4 separate regions of the Muntiacus reevesi genome follow, and regions 2, 3 and 4 are each linked to region 1. The links are chromatin contacts, called in public Hi-C maps. All regions are on one chromosome and are shown on one strand. The core of a region is the stretch at or near the end of the contact, and the rest is flanking DNA. Distances in the headings are between cores, read along the strand shown.

Region 1 (2,817 bases), core at 146-2,645:
TCCTCATTAAACCTTACAGTAGCACTCTACTAGATATCTTTACCTCTATTTATAGCCGTGCAGAGTAATACTGTCTTGAGAAATGACAGCACAGTATCTTACATGGAAAGGAAATGTGGGATGCCATAGTGGGGATGAATTTCTAATTGCCAGTGATTATTGTGAATATAACAATATTTTCCTGAACATTAAAGTCTCTGTGGAGGGTAGCTAGAGTTAAAAAGGAGGAGGGGGGAAGCTTGTCTTGAAACTTTAAAATTGCATTCGTGTACATGATGATGTAACAAAGTACACAAAAGAAAAAACTTTTTAATTGCTTTAAAAAAAAAAATTAAGGGAAGCCGCTGATCCTCAGGAAGACACGAGGTTGCCTACTGAAGCATTTATAGAGTCCGATGCTTCTTCAAAACTGGTTACAATCATTAGCACAGCAAACCCTTGTGAGGTAAGTGTATTATTATCTGTGGTTCATAAATGAAAAAGCTGAGGCACTGACTAAGTCACTTGCCTAACGAGAATGAGTCAACGTCAAGAGTCATAGTTGACCTGGCCTAACGACTCCTGACCGTCAGTCCAGGGCTTAGTCAGCGGGGGCCGGAGTGGCTTCCCTGGCTGGCACCTGGACTTGGGCTGTTTCCGTTCACGTTAAAGCAGAACAGTGGAAGCGAGAGGACACAACTTGCAAATCATTTTTACTTCCACGCAAGATCTAACTCTAAGGTCTTAATTTCAGGAGTCGGAACAGGAAAAGCTGTCGGGTGCACTCCCCCTCCCCCAACCCGTGGCAAGTGGGTACAGTGGGCGGTGCCGCCACCCCGTTCGCAGTGATGGCGATGAGTGACCACCAGTGCTAGCGGCGCCAAGGGGCCGGCGAGGGTTGACTGCTCACACAGCTATCCTCCATCGCCAACTCTTTGTAAAACTAAGAGAAAATGGTGAGAAGTCAAAAGAAAATTAAATAAGCACACAGGCAACTCGTCCTAGGACCTCAACTAAGCAAATGAAGCCTTATTGAGCGTGCTGAGGCTTCGGTACCCAACCTTCCAGGGAAGATGGGAGGACAGGGCGACGAAGGGCACAGGAGGCATGCCTGGCAGTAAGTGCGACAGCATCTATCCAGGCGGAAGAGCAGGGCACTGAAAACCACCCTGCAGAACGCGAGTGTCCGCAGCGCCGAGAACCGCGAACCGTACCCATCGACCACGTGACCAGTTCTTTTTTTTTTTTTAACTTCTTTGCCTTAAAGAAAAAAAAAAAAAAAAAAGGGAGAGACTTCACTTCCCAGAAGCCTCTCGTTAAACACGCAGCCGCAGTCTTGCGCAGGCGCCGCCAGGGCCAAACGGACACGTCCGTCACGTGAACAGCAGCCGGCCAATCCGGTTTGAATCTCCTTTTTTTCCTCTCACCCCCCCCTTCAGGAGCGGTTGTGCGAGCAGATCGATCTAAGATGGCGACTGTGGAACCGGTGAGTATTGCCTTTGGCCCCCACCCCCACCGGTCCCCGCGCTCCGTCTCCCTTCGGACTGGGGGACCCCGCGGGACGGCGTTCCCGGCGCGCATGCTACCCCTTGCCGCCCCCTCCCCCTCTTCTTGGGCCTGACCTCCCCGCGGACAACTGGGGGCGCCCCGGAGGTTGGCCGCTACGGCGTGTGGAGCACACGTTCTGGTGGGGGCCCGAGAGCTCGGGGAGAGAAGTGGGGGAGGGGCGGCGCGGCGCCTCCGGCAGAGCCTTGAGGGGGCCACGAGGATGGAGGGTGTTCGGGGCCCTGGGCTAGGGTGGTGGGAATTGTGCTTTCGGGATAGGAGGGCGCAGGGCCGGCTCCGAGCAGGCGTCGGGATCCGCAGGGACGGTGGGCGGCGAGCCGGCCTGGAATGAGATGGAGGAGGGAGCCCCGGGGCAGCCTTTCCCTCTCTCCCTCCCGAGCCTCTATCCAGCCCAGGGACTCGGGTGCGGCGCGCGTGCCGGGGTTCATTGGACGGGTGGGCCGGGAGGCCGGTGGGCGCGCGTTGCCAGAGGGTGGGTTGGGCGGGAGTGGTGCCGCGGCACGCGCGGAGAAGCTGCGACCTCGCCGCGGGGAGCCGAGAGGGGCGAGCGCATGTTACTCCAGCGCGTCGGAGAGTTGCCGGGGTTGGCGGCAGGGGAGGCGAGAAAGGTCTGGGGTGGGGAGGAGAACCCCGTGCCGCGCGGTAAACATCTGAGAGGAGGATGAAAGGGCGGAGGGGGGTGGTTAGAAGGGGGACCACATTGTCCTCGCCCCTCCGTGCTCGAGACCGGGCTGTCATGGAGGAGGGAAGGGGGAGGAGCGAGGCCTACGGAGAGCTGCTGCCGGTCTGGTTGCCGGCGGGACCTGCTGCATTTCTCACGCGCCTGTCTTCCATTCATTCATCCTTTCCGCGCTGTGCGCACGCCTCAGAGAATGCGACTGGGTCTAGATCCGTCTGTTCTTCCGAGTCTTTATCGTCTGGAAGATTTCACAGACGCAGTTTATTGGAAATAGAAACTTAACTTTTCAAGTTAATTTTCCATTTGATTCTCTCTTTATCCGTTCTACTGGCTTCCCTCCCATTTTAGGTATCATCTTAAACTTCTTTGAAGCAAGTTGATCCCAGAGTACAAAGTTGATTGTTACCGTTCAAAGGAGAGAGTATCTTTGACATAGTTTGGTTTTGCCGGCACTGGCTCACTGAAACTTCTAGGCCTATGTTGCCGTTTTAGGAATGTCGCATCTAAGTGATAATTTAGAGGCGTAATACATTCGCCAGTAAACCTTTGATACTCTGGAACCAATTCCAGACCTTCGTTGCCAGATGTTTTCG
Region 2 (2,817 bases), core at 93-2,592, 880 kb before region 1:
TAAATAGGTATCTTACCTAGCAATAACTTAAGCACATTTCTTCCCTTGAAATCACTGTTAATTCTGTCTGTAGATCAACAAAGTTAAAAGGCCCAAGTATTTTTTTTTAAATGCTGTGTAATGAACTATTAAAAGATTTTAAAACTTCAGCACAAGTTGATGTTTTTTAGGCTAAGTTTAACCATCTCAGTTCTTTAGCTGTGTTTGCTGTTTGTGTTAGCAGCACTACACCAGAGTACTGTGCGGACTTGGGTGGGGGTGGGGAGCAGAGGCCAGGTAGGAAAATCCTGTATGTAGCTACCTACACGGAAGGTACTTCTCAGTTTAGACTGATAAGGTTTTCAGTGTGCTACACGCTGTTTTGAAGGTTACTTGTATTAAATTGTTCAGTATGTGGTAACATCTTTGGGGAACATACTATTCACATTTAACAGAGGAGAATCAAGATTTCTTTGAAAGTCCTGAGTTACTTATTTGCTGCTATGCAGACAGTATCTTTACCGAACAATGTGTGAAAATAGTTACTTTGTAATTAGGTTAAGTGGATCATTTTGACACTTAGTTTCTGGCACGTTCTTAATACCAAGCAAAAGGTGGGCCCTTTGCCTTCACTGAGGATACCAACATGGCGAGTATTTCACAAGGGTGATGATTAAAATGGGAGAAGGCAGAAAACCAAGTTTACCTATAGAGGTAATACATTGCCAAAGAGCTGATTCCTGCCCTGTTCTGCTCATGGTTACTAGCGTTTTGGTTTTCACCAGAATAAGTGCGAACTACACATTATCTTAAGTGTTCGATTTGTACCTCTTGGGATGTACTAAGAGTTTAATGGCACTGAGTCAGAAAAATGGAGTATGAATGAAATAAGGCAATGAAACGAATTAGGGTCAAAGGACGCCTTACTGGGTTCCTGAACAGCTGTGCCGGAAGCAGTGTCCCGGGGACTGGCAGCTGGGTCCACACCTGACCGAATTTTCCCTAGGCTGACCTAGGCTGAAGGGGGCCGGGGGGCGGGGCCTTTGATGCCTGGGAATTTTCTTGAAAACGAATGTCCCCACCCTCACTCGTTGCCCAGTCGTTAGGAAGGGGGGCTGCCGCCTTCGCGGGCCGCGCTGGGGGTTGGAGGGCACCGCGTTGTTGAGGCTGGCGGCTGGGTCCACGCCGCGACGGAACCCCTTCAGGGGAGCCCCTCCGGCGGCCAGCCGGCCTGATACCGCCCGCACACCCCCCTCACCCTCCAGGTCGGTTGACCCGGAGCCTGTCTGCGCCGGCAAGAACCAATGAGCGGGTTCTGACGGCCCGGCTGTGGAGCCCAGTCCGGGGACCAGAGGGACGCGGCTCGCGCCGTAGCGACCCGCGGGGGGCGGGGAGGCCGCCGTGAGGAGGCGGAGCTGCGAGCCCGCCAGTGCGCTCCGGCCCCGCCGCCGCGGTCGCCTGCGCTCCTCCCCGCTCGCCTTCGCACGCCCCCAGCCCCGGCCGGCCTTGCCTCCTCAGCGGCGGCGGCGGCTTCCGCCCCTCGTTGCTGAGCTCCCGCAGGAAACGGAAGAAGGCGCAAGCCATGGAGGGGAACCGGGATGAGGCGGAGAAATGTGTGGAGATCGCCCGGGAGGCCCTGAACGCCGGCAACCGCGAGAAGGCCCAGCGCTTCCTTCAGAAGGCCGAGAAGCTCTACCCACTGCCCTCGGCCCGCGGTGAGGCCCTCGGTCCCTTTCGTCCCCGCCCTGTCCCCGGGCCGCCGCGCAGCCCGCGCCGCCCCCACCCTCGCCCCTCAGGGAGCCGCGGAGCCCCCCACCCGCCTGACCCTTCCGGTCGGACCCCCAGAACGCTCCTCGCCGACACACCCCCGCTCGGGCCCTGAACATCTCGGCCGGGCCGGCCGTGGGCTCCGCGAGACTCCCTCCTCACCGGCCTACCTGCGAGATGCCGGCTCTGAGGCACCCGGCTGGAGTTGCCGGTTCCCCTATCGGTTTTCATGAATATCCAGCTGTCATTCTCCCAGGAGATTCATCTGGTCCTGTCTTACCAGATGGGGTTTTATATCTGGATGTGTGGTTGTGTGACCCCCTCCCTCCTCATCCTTATCCGCGATTAAGGCCTAGTGAAGTGAGAGGAACAGGGAACTCAGTGGTTAATGTACAGGTCCCTGGTTCCACCGCCTCTGGGGTAGAAAACGCTGTTCCCAAAGCAAACATTTTCGAACACCTGAGATGACATTGCTTTTCCCTGGGAAAGAGTTCTTTAGAAGAGAGGACCACAAGAATGACAAGAGTCAGTGAGGGTTTGCTGAATAGTATCCGATTTGATAGCACCATAATTATCGACAAATGAGGCACATCTTTAGGAACAGAGCATTGGATTTCCTTTAGTCGAAATCCTGCTCTTCTCTTGCTCTCTAGGCTCTAAAGTAATTATAGCCAGCACTTAGTGAGTGCTTGTGAAATACCTACTGTTTTATATGACTTATTTCATTTATTCCTCAAATCGATCCTAGGATTCATTTGACCAGGCTCACTCATACGGAAACAGACCTTTTGATGAGTGAATGAATGAATGAGTGAATCAATGAAAATATCTTACCCAAGGTCACACAGTAATTTGTAGCAAAGTCAGAATAGTATTTGAGCTCTCCAGCTCCAAAAGGCCTTTAACCATGACATTCCATTATCTGGTCCGTAGGATACAGTTTCACTTGAGGTTCAGGATATTTCCATGTTAAGAAGAAAATTATAAATAAGTCAGTAAGAATGTGGGGTTACCTGTTTCATTTTATTGCTTTCTTAGATTTTTTCTGCTTACTGAAGTCCTTGAATTTCT
Region 3 (2,817 bases), core at 97-2,596, 830 kb before region 1:
AAATGTGAACCTCGAACTCACAGGAAAGGTGCAGATTTAGGAATAACATTCTCAGGATACTGTGGAAAGAAAAACAGCAGAAGAATCAAAGACAACCTTTAAGAGTGAGGAGACTGGGTGAGTAAAATAAGTGCAGTGTTCTAGAGGCTAAGAAATCAAAGGAAGGAAAAGGAAGTGGTATTCAATGATGTCAGTTGCTATGGAACTGTCAAGTTCTCTTATAATGACAAAGATCATTTGTAATATCTAGGTGCTTTGTAACTTACCATTTCATCCTCCTAAGGGTACCTAGCAAATTAGTATCTTTCCACCACACCTTGGTCTGTAGCTGGTTCCTTTTGCACTTCTATTTTCAAGGATCCTTTGGATTTCAAGGAGTTCAAACCAATCAATCCTAAAGGAAATCAACCTTGAATTTTCATTGGAAAGGTTGACGCTGTTGCTGAAGCTCCAATATTTGGCCACCTGATGCGAAGGTGACTTATTAGAAAAGACTCTGATGCTGGGAAAGACTGAAGGCAGGAGGAGAAGGGGACGACAAAGGATGAGATGGACATGAGTTTGAGTAAGTTCTGGGAACTGGTGAAGGACAGGGAAGCCTGGCGAGCTGCAGTCCATGGGGTCGCAAAAACTGGGACAGGACTGAGCAATTGAACTGAACTTAGTGATTTGTGGAAAAGAAGTTCCCCGAGACCTCATTCTCCTACCACTTACTGTAGGTTTTCCCTCAATGTGCAAATAAGCAATGCACCAAATAAAAAATTATAGACAGTCCTTAAAAGTACGGTCTTCTGAATCAAGAGCCAACGAAAGAAGGTTGCTCCATGTCTGCATATGTAGAAGCTTGATGTACACACATATATGAGATCTCCAGAAAGCTCAAGGATCCTTGATTCAATCCAGACAAGTCACAGTCCGAGGGTAGCTCGCATGGGAAAGCCGAAAGATGATTAAATTACGATCAGAGACCGACGGACCTGGGCTTCTAACCACGGGCAATCTGGAGCTTGCTGTTCAGTATGTAACACCACCCCCTTTAAATTTATTCATCTACAAGAAGAGGTTTTAAGATAACGGGCCCTTAAAAAAAAATAATGAATTTTATGCACCCTCCCCAAACAAATACGTTTTCTTCCTTGCGTATTCTGGGAATCTTCAGGGTTCCGCAATCTCAAAGCAATCTCTATTCAAGTGCAGCGATCCAGGACAGCTGGAACTCCTCACAGACGCAAAAAGCACCCGCGGGGAGTGAGCCGGGGCTTATTGCGCAAATGCGCGCTGCCCTGTCGAAGTACCTCCCCGGAAATCCAGCGTCACCTAGCGTCGGAGTCTTGGGAAGTGCTTCCGGGAGCACAGAAGAGGTCATAAATCATGTGACTGCGGCTTTTAGAGGAACCTGTCCCACAAGTTGTCCCTGAAGTGACAGTTCAGAGAACCAGGCAGCCCAGAAACCCAGGTAACTGCAGCCACTTTGCCCGGTGGTTTAGGCCGCAAGTGGTGCGGGCGGTGAGACGGAAGAAAAGACGGCGCTTTCGCCTCCTGGTTGAGCTTGGATTTGAGGGGTTAGAGGGTGGAGTGGGCTGTCAGGCATCTCGATTACCCGCCTGAGTATTTGGGAACTCCGACTCTAATCAGCCTCCCTGACTGGAGCCCTGGGGCCGTGGATCCTTGCCTGACCCAGCGGAGAGCTGACATTTGCTTATTAGGTTGGGGGTGGGGAGGGAGAGGAAGTCTTGAGGGGAGAGTCACCTGGAGTTTCTCTTTCAGGCGTGGAGATTGATCCTGCGGGAGAAAGGGGTTCATCATGGCGGATGTGAGTTAACACCCCCACATAATAGGAAGGGGAGAGTGGAGAGTAGGTTGAGACTACTGGGTGGGGAGAGGTAGCGCTTCCCAAATAGAAATTTGTTTCGTTTTACCGCTTCCCTCCAATTACTCTGTCTAGGATCTGAAGTCAGAGACTAAAGGAGTAATTTTCAGGGCCCTGAGTTTCTGCCTGGAATGGGGGTAGAAGACACTAAAGGTGCCTGAGGTTGAGACAGTTTTATTTTTCCCACGCCCCAGTTCTGCGGGCATAAGACAGGTTCTGCATATTTACCATTTCAGTTTCTAAATGATGGTTTGCTGCTCTGAATCTTTTTCCAATTATGTCTCTTTGGTTCACTGTAGCAATTGCAGATGATTTATAAAACCATTGCCTTTTTAACACAGCAATACAACTAAAATTCTACATTTAGGAAACTTAATTGTACTAGTTTCTGAAAACAACAGGGAATTATTATTAATATTTATATTTGTTTATATTTTACATGCTGTTATATTTTTACATACTGTTATTTTGCTTATATTGGAGAAGGAAATGGCAACCCGCTCCAGTATTTTTGCCTGAAAAATTCCATGGGTGGGGGAGCCTGATAGGCTAGAGTCCATGGGGTCACAAAGAGTCAGACACGACTGAGCGACTTCACTTTCTTTCTATAGTTCCTTTTGGAGAAGGAAATGGCAACCCACTCGAGTGTTCTTGCCTGGAGAACCCCATGAACAGAGGAACCTGGTGGGCTGCGGTCTGTGGGGTTGCAAAGAGTCAGACACGACTAAGCAACTAACACACGCACATTTTGCTTACATACATGCTAAATATTCTTTGGAACATTGAACATATGCTTATTTAATTATTACAGTAACTTTCATGAGATATGCACTGTTATTATTATCACTGTGTTAATAGATGATGCTAAGTCACAGAAGGATCAAATAACTTCCTCAGATTACACAGCTAGTTTGTTGCTGCGTCAGGATACCAACCGAGGCAGAGTC
Region 4 (2,817 bases), core at 188-2,687, 570 kb before region 1:
ATGTCAAATAAATAAATACATGAGTTTTACAAATTAATGAAAATAATACTGTTTCATATTATGGTTTTTGCCTTCCTGCATTTTCTATATGCTTTCTGTATCTTTGATTAAACTGTCCATTTTTTACTAGTGCAGCTTTGGATGATACTAGAATCATTTTAAATTTCACACCCTATGACTGTAAAGTTAAATGGCTATGTCAAAAGAAAACACATGAGGGTGTTTTAAGTAACTTAAAATTTTTGTTTTAATAAGGGTATCAGGTACTAGCACTGAAAAATATATAATTATTCATAAAACAGATCCCTGAGGGGCAACTGAACAGCTGTTGAAAGTTTTGGCGCATCACTATGCCAGCCTGAGCTCAATGACCTACATGTGAAGGGCTAAATATCCAATTACTAATCCTCCCTCAGCTACTCTTTGGCCTGATATGGAGGTAGCTGAAAAAAGATGCCCTACTAACAGATCAGAAATGGATCCAGACTTCTTTGCCAATTCTTAGTTAAAAGATCTTTTGGACTTGACATAATGAGGAAACAGACAGTGTGGCCTACAACCATGTTGTAGTGACAGTGTTTCATGTAAAATTCGACGATTTAAAGCAAGAGTGACTTCAGTTTTGTAACTAAATTTACAGAATTTACAATTCAGAAAAGTCAAATCTGGAATTTAATTTCCTATTCACAGAAACCTTTAAACATGCTAGAATGTTTTCAAATATCAAGTATAAATCACTCCAGAGTTCTTTCCATACTTAGAGGGCAGTCTTCTATTCTTTGATTCAAACATCATTCTTATCTTCGAATTCTGCAATAATCACTTATTAGAAGTAGGCCCAAATTAAAAACTAAATAGAAAATGACCACCAACCGGATTATGTTACAGGTCTTCCTCAGGTGACTTAATCTATATATAGCAAAAAGGTTACATAGTAAAGTCAGGCATTATAAACAATGAAACGTCACCCAATGTCTTACAAAACAGTATATGAAAAACAGCTCAAAGAATCAATGGAGAGTAAGACTTATGGTTGTAAGAAAGAAAAGGCGTAAACAGTCTAGATTTAATTACATCTTATTGGGCGCTTGATTCACTTTTAAAATCTAATTTTCCACTTCAGTTGTGTAAAATTATGTGATACTGAAAGCCTCCTGTATTATAAATACAAATAATTTAGGCAACAGATGCTTTCCTCTCATCTCAAACACGGAAGAATTACAAGCCCTTTATTAGTGTTGGTCATTTTTAAGAGCAGGAATGTCTTAACATCCCTCGCCATCCCCACGAGGATATATGCCTAAATGCCTGCAGGTGTACGGCTGCCTTGAATTGGAAAAACAGGTATTACTCAAACACCTCCCACTCCAGAAACCCTAACCCCAGACCCCGCCCCACACAAACCCCGCCCCTTTCTCCCACTGCGGGTCCGGAGTTGGCGCAGTGGGCTGACGAAAGACGTAACCTCCGTAGCCTCCTACGTGCAGCTCCCGGCTCTGCCTCTGGGAGTTGAAGTTTCCAAAAGAGGACCTTCTCGAGTGGTAAAGACCACTACAAAAAGCTTTCTGAGAGATAATCAGATTCCCCGACAACTCCTCTGTTCGGTAAGTCTCTTGGCGCGGAGGCTAGCGCTCCTCTACTCTGATATAATCCGAGAGCAAAAGAAGCGCGTGCCGGTCCCGCCTTCCACTAGCAATAGGGCTTCCGGGGGAGAGGGAAGTGGGATAATGGAAAATGGTAGCAAAAACGCAGCTCCGGAAGGAAGTGACGTATGAGAGCGCGCCCCTTCGCCTCGCCAAACAGCTTTCTGATTCGTCGGCTGCAAATTAACCCCGCCTCTGTAATGCGACCGCGCTTGGGTGACCTGGAGGCTAGAGTCGGGTTCGGCTCCGCCCACTAGTATAGGTCCTCTTGCTGTAGACTTTTGTTTGGGGGTCGACATACGGGTCCTAGTATGTGAACTGTGTTCGCTTCCCAAGAATGAAGGGAGAGGGAAATCTGGACTCTGAAGGGCCGGAAAATGAGTTGTGGTTGTGCCCCTTGTTGGCAAGAGACCGTGGGCAAGTCGCTTTTCGTGTTTAAACCTCATTTTTCCTACCAGGGCTGATGTCTCTGAGCGCTGTGAAATGTGGGGAGAGGCCCAGGGGGAAGTTGCTGCAGGTGCTGTTAAAGCACGTTTTAAAAAAGGGTATTCCTTCTTTACCACCATTATGTCATTTAATTCCGTTCTGCGGTTATTTCGACATTCCTTTGGATGTTTCTGGAAGGGAGGCTGTGTTATAAATTACTGAGACTTTAGCCCAATCAGTAAAGCCATGAATTTTTTTTTTTTTTTTTTTTCAAACTTTCGGTCAGTCACACTCATGATGTGTGTTCTCCCTGCCAGGAGTTTTGCTAAGAAGTGGAAATACAAGGATAATGGAGATACAATTTTTTAATTTTTCTGTCCCACACCAGATTGCATTAGTCATCTTTATTCATAATTAGTTTCATAAAACCACCAGATGATCTATATCTAACTAAAGGAACCATTTAAAAAAATTCAGTGCTTAAGTAAACTAAATTTGGCGCAGTTATTTCTGTAATTGCTACAAAGTTGGTCGAACCTGGTGAATGAATTAAAATGTGCTGTGAATAGCACTGCATGTGAGGGACGAATGCAGACTGCCATGGTGTTTATATTTTACTTAACAGGTTAATCTGAACAAACTAGTGCATAGTTAAATGCTCACTGTATGTTACAGGCATTAGGAATTGGTACATGTCTTTGTAAAGTGTGTTGAAAGCAATAATGAAAGGATCTCAGTCTAGCATCAT

The links. Hi-C and Micro-C count contacts between places; a contact is called where the count stands out from the background.
Region 2: a contact with region 1 is called in a Hi-C map of blood, with 5 times the contacts expected there. The contact joins the promoter of DNAJB14 here to the promoter of EIF4E in region 1. A contact is called at or near these places in 2 of 3 Hi-C or Micro-C datasets (blood and muscle).
Region 3: a Hi-C map of blood shows a contact between it and region 1, with 2.4 times the contacts expected there. The contact joins the promoter of LAMTOR3 here to the promoter of EIF4E in region 1. A contact is called at or near these places in 2 of 3 Hi-C or Micro-C datasets (blood and muscle).
Region 4: a Hi-C map of muscle shows a contact between it and region 1, with 5 times the contacts expected there. The contact joins the promoter of TRMT10A here to the promoter of EIF4E in region 1. A contact is called at or near these places in 2 of 3 Hi-C or Micro-C datasets (blood and muscle).

Annotation. Positions count from the first base shown.
Region 1 is chr16:24,744,967-24,747,783 of mMunRee1.1, forward strand. It overlaps EIF4E (eukaryotic translation initiation factor 4E), which reads left to right and starts at 1,396. Exons shown (of 7, transcript XM_065907545.1): 1 at 1,396-1,465. The coding sequence starts at 1,448.
Region 2 is chr16:23,862,700-23,865,516 of mMunRee1.1, forward strand. DNAJB14 (DnaJ heat shock protein family (Hsp40) member B14) reads left to right here and starts at 1,343. Exons shown (of 7, transcript XM_065907282.1): 1 at 1,343-1,694. The coding sequence starts at 1,591.
Region 3 is chr16:23,910,088-23,912,904 of mMunRee1.1, forward strand. It overlaps LAMTOR3 (late endosomal/lysosomal adaptor, MAPK and MTOR activator 3), which reads left to right and starts at 1,347. Exons shown (of 7, transcript XM_065907466.1): 1 at 1,347-1,456; 2 at 1,768-1,813. The coding sequence starts at 1,805.
Region 4 is chr16:24,178,856-24,181,672 of mMunRee1.1, forward strand. It overlaps TRMT10A (tRNA methyltransferase 10A), which reads left to right and starts at 1,438. Exons shown (of 8, transcript XM_065907321.1): 1 at 1,438-1,604. MTTP (microsomal triglyceride transfer protein) reads right to left here and starts at 1,268. Exons shown (of 19, transcript XM_065907294.1): 1 at 874-1,268.